Linked DNA regions of Zea mays: regions 2 and 3 are each linked to region 1. Evidence: chromatin contacts called from public Hi-C data. All regions are on one chromosome and are shown on one strand. The core of a region is the stretch at or near the end of the contact, and the rest is flanking DNA. Distances in the headings are between cores, read along the strand shown.

Region 1 (5,028 bases), core at 1,422-3,921:
CTTAGGATCCATCTCTTCGGGCGGTTAGTCCCTTTCTTGAAGAGAACGGCTCTGATACCAATTGAGAGCACCTAGAGGGGGGGTGAATAGGTGATCCTGTCAATTTCAAAACTTAAGCCACAAAAAACTTGTTAAGTGTTAGCACAAGTATGGCCAAGTGGCTAGAGAGGAGTCAAAACACAATAACCACAAGAGATCAATCACAGAGATGACACGGTGGTTATCCCGTGGTTCGGCCAAGTACAAAAACTTGCCTACTCCACGTTGTGGCGTCCCAATGGACGAGAGTTGCACTCAACTCCTCTCAAGTGATCCAATGATCAACTTGAATACCACGGTGTTCTTGCTTTTCTTTTCTCAATCCCGATTGCGAGGAATCTCCACAACTTGGAGTCTCTCGCCCTTACAATTTGAATTTCACAAAGAAGCACGGAGTAAGGGAGGGAAGCAACACACACAAATCCACAGCGAAATGCGCACACACACGGCCAAGAATCAAGCTCAAAGACTATCTCACAGTTTCTCACAAGAACAGAGCTCGAATCACTTAGAATCACAAACGGATGCGCAAAGACTGAGTGTGGATGATCAAGTATGCTCAAAGGTTGCTTGGTTGTCTCCTCCATGCGCCTAGGGGTCCCTTTTATAGCCCCAAGGCAGCTAGGAGCCGTTGAGAACAAATCTGGAAGGCCATCTTTGCCTTCTGTCGTCGGGCGCACCGGACAGTCCGGTGCACACCGGACACTGTCCGGTGCCCGATTTTCTTCCTTAAACAGCGCAGTCGACCGTTGCAGATCTGGGAGCCGTTGGCGCACCGGACAGTCCGGTGCCCCCTTCCGACCGTTGGCTTGGCCACGTGTCGCGCGCGGAATCCGCGGCCGACCGTTGGCCCTAGCCGACCGTTGGCTCACCGGACAGTCCGGTGCACACCGGACAGTCCGGTGAATTTTAGCCGTACGTCGTCAGCAAATTCCCGAGAGCGGCCACTTCGGCCGAGGCAGCCTGGCGCACCGGACACTGTCCGGTGCACCACCGGACAGTCCGGTGCCCCAGACCGAAACAGCCCCTTGGCTGTACACAGCCACCTCATTCCTTTTCTTTTTCTTCCTGTTTCCAATACTTAGACAAGTATATTAGTACACAAAAACAATGTACTAAGACATAGAAACATACCTTTGCTTGTGATTTGCACTTTGTTCATCCATGAGCATAGATTCACATTTAAGCACTTGTGTTTGCACTCAATCACCAAAATACTTAGAAATGGCCCGAGGGCACATTTCCCTTTCAACATCGAACAACAATAGTACAAGGGGAGGTGAGGTGGGTGGTGGGGACACAATGAGAGGTAGTGGCGGGGGCAAGAATTGCTAAACGCGGGGAGAGAGCGTGCAACGAGAGAGAGGAAGACGACTACGCGACTGGGTTGGGATCTTAGAGTTAAGATCTATGATGTCAAGATTTGTGTAATGGTTTATGACACTGAAGTAGTGATTGCCACAGCAGCGTCGTATGGTGTCATGATCTATTGCACTGAGCTATATTACATCGGTGTAGTAGGTTACCACATTGAAATATTTGGTAAAATTGGATTTATGACCATCAAAAGTGTAAACATGGATTTTTTAGGAAGAAAATATTGAATACAAAGAATTCAACCCAGCTATGGCTAACCAGACTAATTACTCATGGTTGTTCGCGCGGTGAAGACTAGGACATGTTTGGATCTCATGTACTAAAATAAAATGATTAAAGTTTATGCCCCATTCAAATATACTAGATCTAATAGTTACTAATAAAATTAGTATAAGACATCCAAACACTATAACTAATAGTTCCGTTATTAGCCAACTAATTTTACTAGTAACTTTTGAACCAACTAACTATTAGTTGTATTGAATTACAGTCTCTTAGTCAGTTTATATAAACTGGATTCCGAGTTTCTTAAAAATCAAGAAGCTTGTCTGCTCTAGCTAAAACTAGTTTATGAAAATTGATTGGCTTCAAACACCATTAATTAGTTTTTTTTCTAAAACCAGTTTCTAGAAATTGGAATAGAAACTGCATTCTTATAAAAAAAAAGCTAGATCTCTTGCCTTAGTAATTTTGGTTTAGCTCGTAGAACCCCAGCGGACCTGCTGTCCGCCGGTCGCTAGCAGGTGGTTTCCCAGCGCAACCGTCTTCGCCGCGCGGCACGCGAGCAGGCTGGGCCGGTGCCGTCGCCCATCGGCTTGGGACAGTGACGGGCATTCAATAACGCATCAGCCAGTCACTCAGGTGGGGGACAGTTGAGTTGCCGCGATACAGTTCCATATGGGCCATGGCCCATGGCCGCCCCGGTCGTCTTGTCTCGCTACGGCTCTCTACTGCCCATACCGCTACCACTGTACGTGCCTGCTGACCGCCGAGCGCCGAGCAATCCTTGGAGCCGGCCGATCCCGGCGTGGTTCGGTGGTGGCACTCTATTACCGCAACTGCTGTCTGTACCTCAGAGCTGAGCAGCAGCGGTGAATTATTGATCCCTCTCCTTTCATGCCAATTAATTCTCTCAACTCCCAATCTACTTACTCCCTGCTTTTGGTTATAAATAGTGGCAAGTGCCACCTGCTGCACGGCCATCGTCTGCAACTGCATCGCTCGCTCTCTCCTTTCACTGGGAACATCTATCAGCTCGCGCTCATTGGCCATCTTTGGCTTCCATGGAGAGGCTCATTGCCGGCCTACTTGGCTTCCTATTGGTCAGTCAGTCACTGCCACGCAGCTCATGCATCTTGTGCACCTTTTTCTCACATGATTTGCTTCATCAGCCTTTACATGTGGATTTGAAAAGATTCAGCTTAACATATATGAAGTTGTATGATTGCTACTTGTATGGTTTTTCTATTGTTATTGTATATGGAAGCAGTTTCAGAGATGTTAACATTCTTTACACCTTAGTATTGACATAAGGTAGACGACCTCTGATGCAAGGATAACTCTTGTGGTTTGCATGCAGGTTGCATCGGTAGGAAGCCATGCAGCTCGTGCTCCGGATCAGTACTGGAAGTCTGCTCTTCCCAACACTCCCATGCCGACCTCCCTCTCCCAACTCCTCGACGCCGCTCCAGGTATAACAACAGACAGCTCCAGACCTTCATCAAATCATCAGTAGATAAGATACTTCGTATAGGCATGTGCCTGTCCCATCATACAAACATACGTGCCAACGCCACCTCTTCAATTCCCTGCTTGTTCGCAGCCGGCGGCGGCACGACCGTCAACGTCGGCTGGGGCGGTGTTCACGTCGATGCTGGGCACGGTAAGCCCGGGGGTACGACGGTTGACGTAGGCAAGGGCGGCGTCGGCGTCAACGTTAACCCTGGCAGGAGCGGCAAGCCCGGCGGCACGACGGTTGGCGTCGGGAAGGGCGGAGTCGGCGTTAACGTCAACCCGGGATACGGAAAGCCCGGCGGCACCACCGTTGGCGTCGGAAAGGGTGGCGTTGGCGTTAACGTCAACCCCGGCAAGCCCGGTGGCACAACGGTCGGCGTCGGCAAGGGCGGAGTGGGCGTCAACGTCAATCCCGGCAAACCGGCCGGTGGTGCCGGTACAACCGTTGGCGTTGGCAAAGGCGGCGTGGGCGTGGGCGTCAATCCCGGGCACGGCAAGCCGGGCGGCACCACGGTCGGCGTTGGCAAGGGCGGGGTTGGCGTTCACGTGAACCCGGGAAAGAAGCCCGTCCACGTCAACGTCTCCCCTTTCATCTACACGTACGCCGCGTCGGAGACGCAGCTGCACGACGACCCCAGCGTGGCGCTCTTCTTCCAGGAGACGGACCTCCGGCCCGGTAAGAAGATGACCGTCCAGTTCGCCAGCACCGGGACGACCGGCACCAAGTTCCTCCCGCGGAGCGAGGCCGAGGCCATCCCGTTCTCCTCACAGAAGGTGCCCGAGATCCTCGCCCGCCTCTCGGTGGACCCGGACTCCGTCGAGGCGGCGGAGATGGCGCAGACGCTGCGCGACTGCGAGGCGCCCGCGGCCAAGGGCGAGAAGAAGGCGTGCGCCACGTCGCTGGAGTCCATGGTGGACTTCGCCACCGCCAGCCTCGGGACCAGGCACGTGAGGGCCGTGTCGACCGTCGTGGCGAAGGAGGGATCGCCGAAGCAGGAGTACACGGTGACCGGCGTGGAGCGCGCTGCCGGCGGCACCGACGACGACGGCCGGGTCGTGGCCTGCCACGCGGAGCCGTACGCGTACGCCGTGTTCGCGTGCCACCTGACGCCGCAGACGCGGGCGTACTCTGTGTCGATGCTCGGCAGGGACGGCACGGCCGTGGACGCTGTCGCGGTGTGCCACGCCGACACGTCCGGCTGGAACCCCAAGCACGTCGCCTTCCAGGTGCTCAACGTGAAGCCCGGCACCGTGCCGGTCTGCCACTTCCTGCCGCAGGACCACGTCGTCTGGACCCGCAGCGGCTGAGTCTGCTGGATGGCCGCCGTTTGCTCGCGTCGCGCCGCCTGGAGTGATTTGTTATGTTCCAGTGGCCTCTAGGCATACTGTCATATTATTATTATACCGAGGTATCACGAGTTTGCTTATGTTTCCAGTACTTGATGCTTGTATGGATATGGTGTAGCCAGCTCAGCAAGTATCAACCCACCTGCTTAATTCTGTTGTATAGTTTTAAATAAACAGACAACCTCTTTATGGTTACTGCTCTCAGCCTAGGAATATCTGGTGTGTACATGTTCTTTATCTCAGATCTAACATCTCTAGTTGTGTAGATGAAACCTTGATCCCTTACGTTCGTTTAGAAGACTAAGCAGACATATGAACTCAGTCACCTGTTATTAGGCATGCCAACATAGCACGATAGCACTACCAATACGATACTCCCTCCATTCTAAATCGATCTAAACACATATACAAAACATATACATCAATTGTATGAATTCATTAAAAGCCTAAAACGAATTTTAATTTGAAATAGTACTACACTGGTTTGATACGATTAGTAAAATTCCAGAGTGAGCACTAAGTACAAAATAA
Region 2 (5,028 bases), core at 1,432-3,931, 230 kb before region 1:
TCATTTTTAAAATTTCTAAGACTATATACAAAGTAAAAAAGCAAGATCTGGTAACAGTCCGACATGTACGCGGTACTAAAGTTCTGAAAAGGTGTTAGCTTCGTGCCTTTTTTTCCCTTTTCCTGTGCTGGGCATAGATCCAGTTCCATTCTTCGTGTAAATACTGCAGTGGGCCAGTGCCCACAGGACACAACCACCCACCCTTCTCAACTAGGTCTATGAACCCTCAAACCCTGGACCGTTTGTCCTTGCTTCCTTCACCACGAACCATTATTTCGCCTATCTCATTTCTGTTCTGCTGCAATCTAGTGCAAAAATAATCCTCTTTGGGCAAGGACCAATTGACAGCCTCACCTCCTTATGTTCTCCTATCCTTTCTGCCTTCACCATGGACCATTATTTCACCTACTCTCATTTTTCTGGTTTGCTGCAATCTAGTGCAAAATACTACTCTTTAGGCCGACTCCAGCAGTTTATCCATTAACACTGTTTTGCACTATAGACTGCGCAGTTCGCAGAGCGAAGTTTAAATATGGGTATGGGTAAGTTGCTGTAGATAGTCTTAGATGACCTATCAACGTTGGCATGAGCCTTGGTCCTGGGGACACCAGCTGACATACAGTAATTGATGTACTTGTGTACAGTCGGATTTAGTAACTAGTAATGTGCTTGCCGTCACATCTGCATCCAGGCATGCATTATTGTTTACCCATGTGAAGAATTTATCGGTTGTTGAGCAATAAATCTGGCACATTTCAGTTTTTAGTATATGTTTTATACCTGTTCTGTTCAGGTTCCCATGACCCTTGTGTTCACAAAATGTGACAAGCGCAAGAAGAAGAAGAACGGCGGCAGGAAACCTGAAGAAAACGTGGAAACTTTCCAGGGCCTAATCCGCGAATACTTCGAGGCCGCGCCTCCTTGGATCATGACGAGCAGCGTGACCAACCAGGGCCGCGACGAGATACTCCTGCACATGTCTCAGCTTAGGAATTATTGGCTCAAGCATTGAGATGCAATGATAACCAAACCAGGGCGAAGCAACTAGAACAGCATGCAAAGCACTGTCGTCCATTGATGCATGGACATTCAGCAGTCGGCGCCTCCGCAATCAGGCGTTCGCACCAACTAATCCAGCCTTTTGAGCTGTTGACTGTCCAATATGGCCCCCTGTACATGATTACCCAATCAACACTCTGGGGATGCGGACAAGGTGCTAAAATCAGCTGATCATGGTTTTTTTCTTTATTTCTATTGTGTACACGTACAATCCCAACCAACGTTTTCCCCTTGTTCCCATCTGATTATAGGCTTGTGTATACTGTGGGGTTAAATGATTAATAAATTCTGGTGTTAGCTAATCACCAGCGGGAATCTCACTTTTTTGTCTGCCACCTATATCATATGCTCCCTTGGACCCTGCAGCATACAAATGGCAGGAGGTGCATGAACCTGACCTGTTAAGAACTGGCTTTGTGGTGTACAGAATGTATTGAGAGCGCCACATTATTGGGATCCCTTTCTATCACACAGTGTCCTTTGTAAAATATACCTGAGAAAGGAGCCAGTGGACCGGTACAGGTTCGCCTGGAGACTGACAGAATGCTGGTAATATTTTACTCCAGGCAGACTTGGCTGTAATTTTGTTGATCCTGGTGAAACAGTAGGCTTTCAGTAGTCCATCTGCCCTACACCTCTATAGTTTAAAGTTCTGACACCCATGTCTTCCTCCTAAAAAAACACACGTTTGTCCTTATTAGGGCCACGTCTTAAAAAGCCGTGCGCCGTCTACGCGATAGATAGATGCTTGTATAATCCAAGAGAAGAGAACAGGTCGTCTGCCTAACCACAGCTGGAGCAAGCACGCGTTCGCCGCTAAACAATGCAAGCGCTGATGCCATGGGAGAAACAGCACGCTAACAAGCTGTTGCTTTTTTTTTGTGCTGGGTGTGTCGTTCAGCTACGTATTTGTAGTAAGTATAGTAGACAGCTGTGCCGTGGCAGCAGTGGTGTACAGTGCAGAGTGGAGTTGCCGTAGTCAATGCCCGGTACTCGCCGGCATCATGCACAGCGGCTGGGGGAGCAGTTGCAGGTTGCAGCCTTGCAGTAAAGGGCAGTTGATCGCACGGAAAGCGCAGCCGACTGATCGATCTACTCCTCCCGTGTCTTTAGTCTTTACTTCGCCCAAACTGTGCTGCGGCCCGCCTTGCTCCAGTGTGTTCTGTTTTGAGCCAGTCTGCCATCACAAAGCTGTAGCTGTTGCTGTTCCCTTCACGGAAAAGCTCTACTTTCAACCAGCTGAGGGCTGAGCTGAGCTGACTCCGGCGAAAACACGCAGCGCGGGCGCGCAGGACTCAGGAGCCCCCCCCCTGCGGCCCCACGCCAGGCGGCCCCGGTCCCATCGGGCATCCCCATGCAATGCAATGCGACGCGGCACAACAACGCGACACTAGCATGGCACGAACCAATCTTGTACGTATCCCTTGTTCGTAACCTAAATCCAGGAAGAATAGTAAAAGCATCTGGGACACAGCGAATACGGCATCCGGCGGCCGCGAACGACGTGGTGGCCGTCCGTACGGCCGTAACGGCACGTCTCGGGCCATCTCTTCTCCCCCGCTTACGTTACGTGCGAGCGAGAGCGCGCCAACCGCCCACGCCACGACCCGAGGGTTGCCCACCCCTACCACACCAGGCCATGTCTCTGTCTGCCTGGGCGGCCGGACGGACCTGGCAGTTTTTTTGTTCCTAGCTCGCGGCACGGGCGGTTAAAGCCGCGCGCGCGAGGCCGCATTAGCTCGGCACGAATGCGATAGACCAACAACACAACACCCGCTCCCGCGAACGTCCCCGCCTTGGCGCCTTCTCTCCACAGACCAGACCACACGGCCCACGCACGCTCAGAGCAGAAGCAGAGGCAAGGCAACCGGCGGAATCAAGCAAGAGCACATCTGCGCATGCACCTCCGCGAGGCCATGGAGGACTCCGTGTCGGGCGCTGGCGCTGGCGCCGGGCGTAAGAAGCTGAAGCACCGGCTCGCGGCGATGCTCTCGGTGTTCTCCCGGCGCGCGGGGGGCGGCAGCAGGAAGCGCCGCGACGGCGAGGACGAGGCGAAGCCGCCGCCGCCGCTGGCATTCCCGTCGTACTCCAGCCTCGGCAGCGGCAAGAAGCCCGGAGGTGGTGGTGGGGTCGCCGACCGCCGCCTGTCCCTGTCCGCGCCGCTGGTTCACATCACCATCGACTGCGCGGGCCGCCGCTCCGTCGACGCGGCGGACCCGTCCCTCCTCCTCTCCCTCGACGCCGCCGGCAGGAGGGCGGACCGGCGGTCCACGGCCGCGGGGCCCGGGCTGTTGCCGCACGAGTCCGGCGGCGAGTGGGAGGGCCGCAAGTGCCCGCCGTCCTCGCCGTCCGTGGCGCGCCTGCCGCCGCTGCCGCCGCTGGCGAGGTGGAAGCAGGGGCGGGGCTCCTCGCGCCGGCCGTCGTCGCGCCGCCTGGCCAGCAGCTCGTCGTCCGACGACGAGTACGACGAGGACTCGAGGAACCTCTTCTCGTCGCGGAGCTTGTCGTCCGACTCGTCCGACTTCTACAGCTGCCCGCGCCGGAACGCCAGCGCCAGCAGGGGGCGCGCGTCCGTCTCGGGCCCGTGCCGCGCGCTGGCGCTGGCGCCGGCGCCGGCGCCCCCGCGCCGCGGCGCGTCGCAGAGCTGCCGGTACAGCTTCGAGCTCCCGCGCGGCTCGTCGGCGACGGACGGCGGGTTCGCGGTGGTCAAGCGGTCGGCCGACCCGTACGAGGACTTCCGCAAGTCCATGCAGGAGATGATCGCAGAGTGGCCCGCTGGCGGGGCCGGAGGCGGCGGCGACGACGAAGGCGAGCACAGCGCGGAGCGGCTGCTGGAGACGTACCTCGTGCTCAACTCGCCGCGGCACTACCCGGCGATCCTCGCGGCTTTCGCCGACGTGCGGGAGACGCTCTTTCCGTGAGCTTCGTCAGCAGCGATCGGCAGGCGGCGCCGTGATGTTGATAGCATTAACCTTGTCAGACGCAAGTACGTAGTGGCGATAGAATTGAGCATGTGCGTTGCTGTGTGCGTACGTGCCTGCTAACCGCTGCGTAATGCAGACTCTGTTCCCTAGTCCCTGTCCCTCTGATGGTAATCTCCCTTAGTCTCGTTAATGTTAATTTTGTGAGCTTGGCTGCCCTGTTGTGTACATATTGCCTCCTTTTTGTTGTCCTTGTCTCTGCAGTCTCAGTACTTAGTACTAATGTATATTACACATTTCCCCCTCCTTTTTTGTGTATAATGAGGTATGCCGTATGCGGCAAAAAGGTACTATGTGGAGCTCGGTGCATTCTGCGAATGGTCGTCACGTTTTATTTGTTCCATGGCATGACATGGCATAGCACTAGTACTAGTAGATACAGTTTTGGATTAGCTATGTTCTGTAGTATGATCTATTAGACTCTGACAGACAGATCTCTTTTCTGACAAGCTCGGTCCCGGGATTTGACTCCGCCTTTCATTCCAATCGATCGCCGCGTTGGCCAACTCTTGAATAAACAAAGAAAAAAAAAGGTTGTCTGTCCATGACAAAATGATTCAGAATCCCAAGCGCATGCGGTATCACTGGCAAAGAAACGGAGTATACTCGAGTAATTTATTTGTTGACAACTTAGAACATGCTCTGTACTTTTGTCCCACTCTGCTTCCACGAAGGAGGTAGAAGAACGTCGAGTACTAGTCCGGCAAGTTAGCAGCAAGTGTTTAAAGTGGCAACCCTGGCGTATCACGCAGCCATTACCGGAAATGCACGTAGTCTCCTCCTACGACAGGGCCTGGAACTGGAAGACTTCCCGTCGTGCGTGCGTGTTCTGGTAGTCTGGGGACGTTGCCTTGTGGTAGTTTCGGCAAAACACTCGGCTCGAGCCGTTCGGACTTGGGAGGAGCAGGCGAGAGCAGCCATGTGCGCGTGCGTTGGTTGGCGACTCGGCGCGGTTGGTGACCACGTCCCATCCGTGTGTGACGGTTGG
Region 3 (5,028 bases), core at 1,829-4,328, 180 kb before region 1:
AATCTAATATACAAATAAATTTTATTTATTGAACTATTTATTATTTATTTTTAGTTTTAGGTTATGTAACTTTATTTATAAATTATGTATTTTATTATTATTATGCTCGAGTTATTTAATTTTAATTTTTGTTGTTGTGAATTACGTAATTTCATTCGCTTAATTGCATAGTCAGATGTATTTGAATTTTAGTAAAACATAGTTTTCGTGATAGCGTAGCTAAAAATACATATTATGCGTGGCGATAAATAAGGGCAAACGATGGTCGCTATACGCCGGTCCATAACTGTTGTTGCAGCCCGTAGTTAAGTGCTATGGTAAAGATCGATGGGAGTTTAGTGCTGATGTGGCACTGTCCTGATTAATTTCTGTCGGTCACCATGAGTCGATAGAAGTTACTTACCAGATACAATAATCCCTGCCAGTCAACAGAAATTAAATTAACCTCGTCGACAACCAACGAGAATTATGTAATCCCCGACAAAAAAAATCCCAACAGACAAACTAATAGGAATCAGTCTGTTGCTGACATAAATTAGTAATTCCTATACCAGTTTTAGGCTAATTCCTGTCAGTTTTTAAGTTGGCAGGATTTATCGAATTAGTGTTATAAAAAATTCTTTTCCTGTTATTAAAGTGTTGAGTCCCGAGTCTTATAGAATGCTCACCTTCAACGGCTAACCCCACAACTCCCCTAAAACCATATAGCGTGTACTTTAGAGGGTTCAGGTCATTCAACCCATTCACCCACCGTGCACTCCATTTGGGGAGGAGAGGCACCTCCCTGTAAATGGCGGGAGTTATAAGGTCTGTTTGATTCGCTGCCTAACTTGCCACATTTTGTCTAACTTTTCTGTCTAAGATTAATTCTTTAATTCGAACTACTAACCATAGATAAATTATGAAACAGTTAGCCACGAACCAAACAGACCCATAATCTCCCTCCACATTCTTTAATTACTTTGTTTCTTTGCGAAATTAACCTTTTTAAAAGCTCTAAAACAAGATAACAATGTGTACTACAATAATACAAGTACTCTATGATTTTTTTTTTAAAAACAAACTTCAAAAGCTAATGAAAATATTAAATAACCGGGAATAGAGGGAGCTAGATAGGGGAATAGTTAGAGACGCCCTATAGGTAGAGAGAAAATATTTTAGATGAATGTAGTAAAATATAATTAAAAGTACATACTATGTGGGATAAGGTGAGCGCTTGTTTGATTGCATGATGTTTAGATCGAGGAGATTTATGGGCATATAATCTCTTGCTAATCTGAACCAAACAAGCAGGCCTGTCCACGATATATTGTGCAGACTTGGTTCATAAAGGCCTGTTTGGTTTACTACCTAACTTGCCACACTTTGCCTAACTTTTCTATCTAAGATTAGTTCTTCAATTCGAACGACTAACCTTAGTCAAAGTATGACACAGTTAGTCGCCAACCAAACAGAGTTTTCCTCGCCCGCCCATCTCATGTGGCCTTTCCTGGAAAATCCTAGCAAGTCTTGCCATAACTCAACTGTATGGTTCCATGTACATGCCGTTTATCCCTCTAGCTAGTTCGCCAACCAAGGTGCCAGCAAAGTCTCGATCTGAGAGGCAGGAGCTCGATCCAAGGCGTATCGCGAGCTCAATTTGACGCTGTCTGACTCCACTATTTTCGCCGCAAAGTTTTCCGGAGGGGCAGCTGCGCTTGAATCAGGCAACAACGTGGGCTCGGTTTGCCACTGTATATATGCTCAATTTTTTTGGGGCGTTCAAATTCGAACTATTTATTTATTTATTTACATGAACGCGATTGGGCGCTTGGTTGCGACGTGGACGCAGGCGATGACGTGCGCGCGGAGCCCTCGCTATCGGCTCGGCTTGGCCCTGTCCGTCACCGCGCGTGTTGCTAGCTGTCCACGCCGACCCCAAATGGAGTCAGGCGGTTGGCTTGCACTGCGCGGGCACATCCACACCTACCCTGCACCTCAAGCTGCTGCATATCTGCGTTGGCCATGAGCATGATGCACACATTTCTTTCGATAACGCGTGCCAGACCGCCCTTCTCCCACCTCTTCCTTTCACCGCCTGTCCGCCTCAGTTGATCACTTGGCCGTTCAGTTTCCGGAGGTCCTTAGGCTATCCGCACTCATACTACTCTAAATTTCTACCCTAAAAAGAATATTCTGTCCTGATCAGAAAAATTCTTTACTCTATACCATAATCCTCCGCACTCATATTACTCTATATCCATACTCTATATCAACTATCATATATTTAATTCAACCACGCCGTTGGTGCGGGAGGAGAGAGAGTATAGAGCGCCACGCCGTACGACGCTCGCCGTACCGTCCCGAAGCCCGCACACTATCGTTCAGTTCCATTTAGCGCTACCCACTGCACGCGAACTGTACGCTAAACAGGGGTAGCGTCCCGTTTGGCGTTCACGAGTGCGGGCAGCCTTATAGTTACTAATAAAGGGGTGGTGAGCTGGCTGTGCTCTCCGCGCGTGAAGAGCAGAGTGACCGAGCCCAGCAGTCTCTCCCAGATTTACAAGAAGCACAAAACTCTTGTCCCGCTCAAAGATTGCCTTCTGCGTATGTCATTCGAAACACTGTTCGTCGATGCGCTGTCACGTCGTCCTAAGATCGCCGATATCATCCATATCCCGCTAAAAAAAGGGCACAGCAGACTAGATAGATATATATATTAGGAAAGAAAAGCGCAACGCCTGTGAAGAAAAACTGACTTGCTATGAGCCCATGACCCAGGGGAGGGGACAGCGCGACACTTTATGCCTGTGCCGCTCACACGTGGCCCCTAAGCGACAAGCATCGAATCCTCCCAAAATCCGGCACAACACCAGCGCCACATCGCCTCGCGAATCATATGGTTCCATTTGTTGCCGCCGAGTCCGCGCTCCTCGGCCCGTACCACGACCTGAGGAGATAGATATATAGGCGGTGGCAGGCGCTTTACCGCCCCGGACAGAAATATCTGAGGACACGTAGGAGTAGGACTCGCCCCCACCCCCGAACCACCGACGAAGGAGACGAATAAAAGAAGGCAAACCACACGGCCACCACACACACAGGCACCGAACGAACAGGACAGCGAGAGAAAGCAAAGCGAGCTGCTGCTTCCTTATCCGGTTCTTCGCCGTGAGCGCTCCACAGGGAACGGAACGGGAACTGGGGGATCGGGATCCTTACGTTGTTGTGTGTATTATCGAGCAAGCTAAGAGCCATGGGCAGCGAGTGCAAGGGCTACGGCGTCGGCGTCGCCACCAGCCCGCAGCAGGAGCAGGAGCAGGCTGGCGCCGCCGTCGCACCGTTCGTGGCCAAGACGTTCCACATGGTGAGCGACCCGGCCACGGACGCCGTCGTGCGCTGGGGTGGCGCCAGCAACACCTTCCACGTCCTCGACCCGGCCACCTTCTCCGACTACCTGCTGCCCTCCTACTTCAAGCACCGCAACTTCGCCAGCTTCGTCCGGCAGCTCAACACCTACGTGAGTGATATGCGCGCTACCTCCTCAGCTCCTCTGCCCCCGCTCCGCTGTCCGCTCAGCGCTCACTCAGGACTCAGCTACCACTCCTCCTCGTGTGAGTAACAGCTCTCGGCACGCATGCGTACCGTTATTTTTTTAACAGGGGTTCAGGAAGGTGGACACGGACCGGTGGGAGTTCGCGCACGAGTCGTTCCTGCGGGGCCAGGCGCGCCTGCTGCCGCTGGTCGTGCGCAAGAGGAAGAAGGCGGGCGCCGGCGCCGGCGGCGGCGGCCGGGAGCTGTGCGAGGCCGGGGAGGAGGTGCGCGGGACCATCCGGGCCGTGCAGCGCCTGCGGGAGCAGCAGCGCGGGGTGGAGGACGAGCTGCGGGCCATGGACCGCCGCCTGCGCGCCGCCGAGAGCCGGCCGGCCCAGATGATGGCGTTCCTCGCCAAGCTCGCCGACGACCCGGGCCTCGTGCTGCGCGCCATGCTCGCCAAGGAGGAGGAGCTGGCCCTGATCGACAAGGGGTCGGAGGCGCAGCCGGCCAAGAGGCGGCGGATCGGGGCTGAAGCCGTGGACCTGGCGCACAGCAGGGGCGGGGGCGCCGTGCCGTTTCCGTTCTCTGTTCTCGGCCAAGTGTTCTACTAGGGTAGATAGGGACTGGTGTATATATGACTTGCACTGTATTATAGCTTTGCCTCGGTTTCAGCAGTTACTGCCTTCCGTTTTACCGTCGGCTTCATTTTTAAATTTAAACGCGACAAATAAAAAATAAGTTCATTTTTAAATTTAAACGTGATTAATAAAAAAATAACGAAAACAGTACTATTTTAGTAAGTAACAGTGCCTGAAGAAAAGTTTTTAAGCGTGGCGAGCGTTTGGCAGCGCTCTTTGCGGTGTTCGTGTGTCTTCGTGACAACGGTTCCTCTTCGGCTAAATAGTTAAAAGTCTGAAAAGAATCATCTCTATGTTTACTACGCCAGCAGCTGGAAGCTTTTAAAACTACATGTTCTCTCACTGCTCTTTATTCAATCTTTACTACAAGCATTTTACAATCATATCCCAGGTCTTTTCTACAAGCATTTTAGAATGACTGTCTTCTTTGTCGACCAATTTGGGGAAAGATACCCCCACCTACTTTATATTGCAGCCTGCATTTAGAGACTCCGGCATACCGGTGGTTGCACTTGTACAGTAGATGTGAGAGTAGTATCAGAAGCGAGGGGTGGGGAGAAAGGCACCGAATTTCATAAGGGCCCGTTTGTTTCGTTAGAATTAAATTCCATTTTAATAATTATAATTTAGACAAAACTAATTAAGTTTATATATTTATATATGTAATATGTTTGTACATTATCTTAAATTATATGAGAGAGATAGTTATATACTACATTTATGTTATAGAGACGCAAGTAGAAGAATATGCTATAAGTTGTACATCGGAAAAATAGCATGTAAATCTATAAAATCCATTTTCATCTCTCACCCCATGAATTTGAGGTAGGCTTATATGATAACTTTGGAATGTGGTGGAATGTCACATTCTAAA

The links. Hi-C and Micro-C count contacts between places; a contact is called where the count stands out from the background.
Region 2: a Hi-C map of seedling shows a contact between it and region 1, with 10 times the contacts expected there. The contact joins the promoter of LOC103651236 here to the promoter of LOC100273184 in region 1. A contact is called at or near these places in 4 of 25 Hi-C or Micro-C datasets (ear, leaf, seedling and 1 more).
Region 3: a contact with region 1 is called in a Hi-C map of leaf, with 7 times the contacts expected there. The contact joins the promoter of LOC100280828 here to the promoter of LOC100273184 in region 1. A contact is called at or near these places in 17 of 25 Hi-C or Micro-C datasets (bundle sheath, ear, endosperm and 5 more).

What each region holds. Positions count from the first base shown.
Region 1 is chr3:205,661,733-205,666,760 of Zm-B73-REFERENCE-NAM-5.0, reverse strand. LOC100273184 (BURP domain protein RD22) reads left to right here and starts at 2,671. Exons shown (of 3, transcript NM_001147629.1): 1 at 2,671-2,738; 2 at 2,996-3,107; 3 at 3,239-4,691. The coding sequence starts at 2,700. The coding sequence ends at 4,458.
Region 2 is chr3:205,887,423-205,892,450 of Zm-B73-REFERENCE-NAM-5.0, reverse strand. LOC103651236 reads left to right here and starts at 2,681. Exons shown (of 1, transcript XM_008676854.4): 1 at 2,681-4,339. The coding sequence starts at 2,958. The coding sequence ends at 3,980. LOC100272283 reads left to right here. Exons shown (of 5, transcript NM_001146770.1): 5 at 794-1,359. The coding sequence ends at 1,012.
Region 3 is chr3:205,839,400-205,844,427 of Zm-B73-REFERENCE-NAM-5.0, reverse strand. LOC100280828 (heat shock factor protein HSF30) reads left to right here and starts at 3,078. Exons shown (of 2, transcript NM_001367142.1): 1 at 3,078-3,499; 2 at 3,642-4,209. The coding sequence starts at 3,236. The coding sequence ends at 4,127.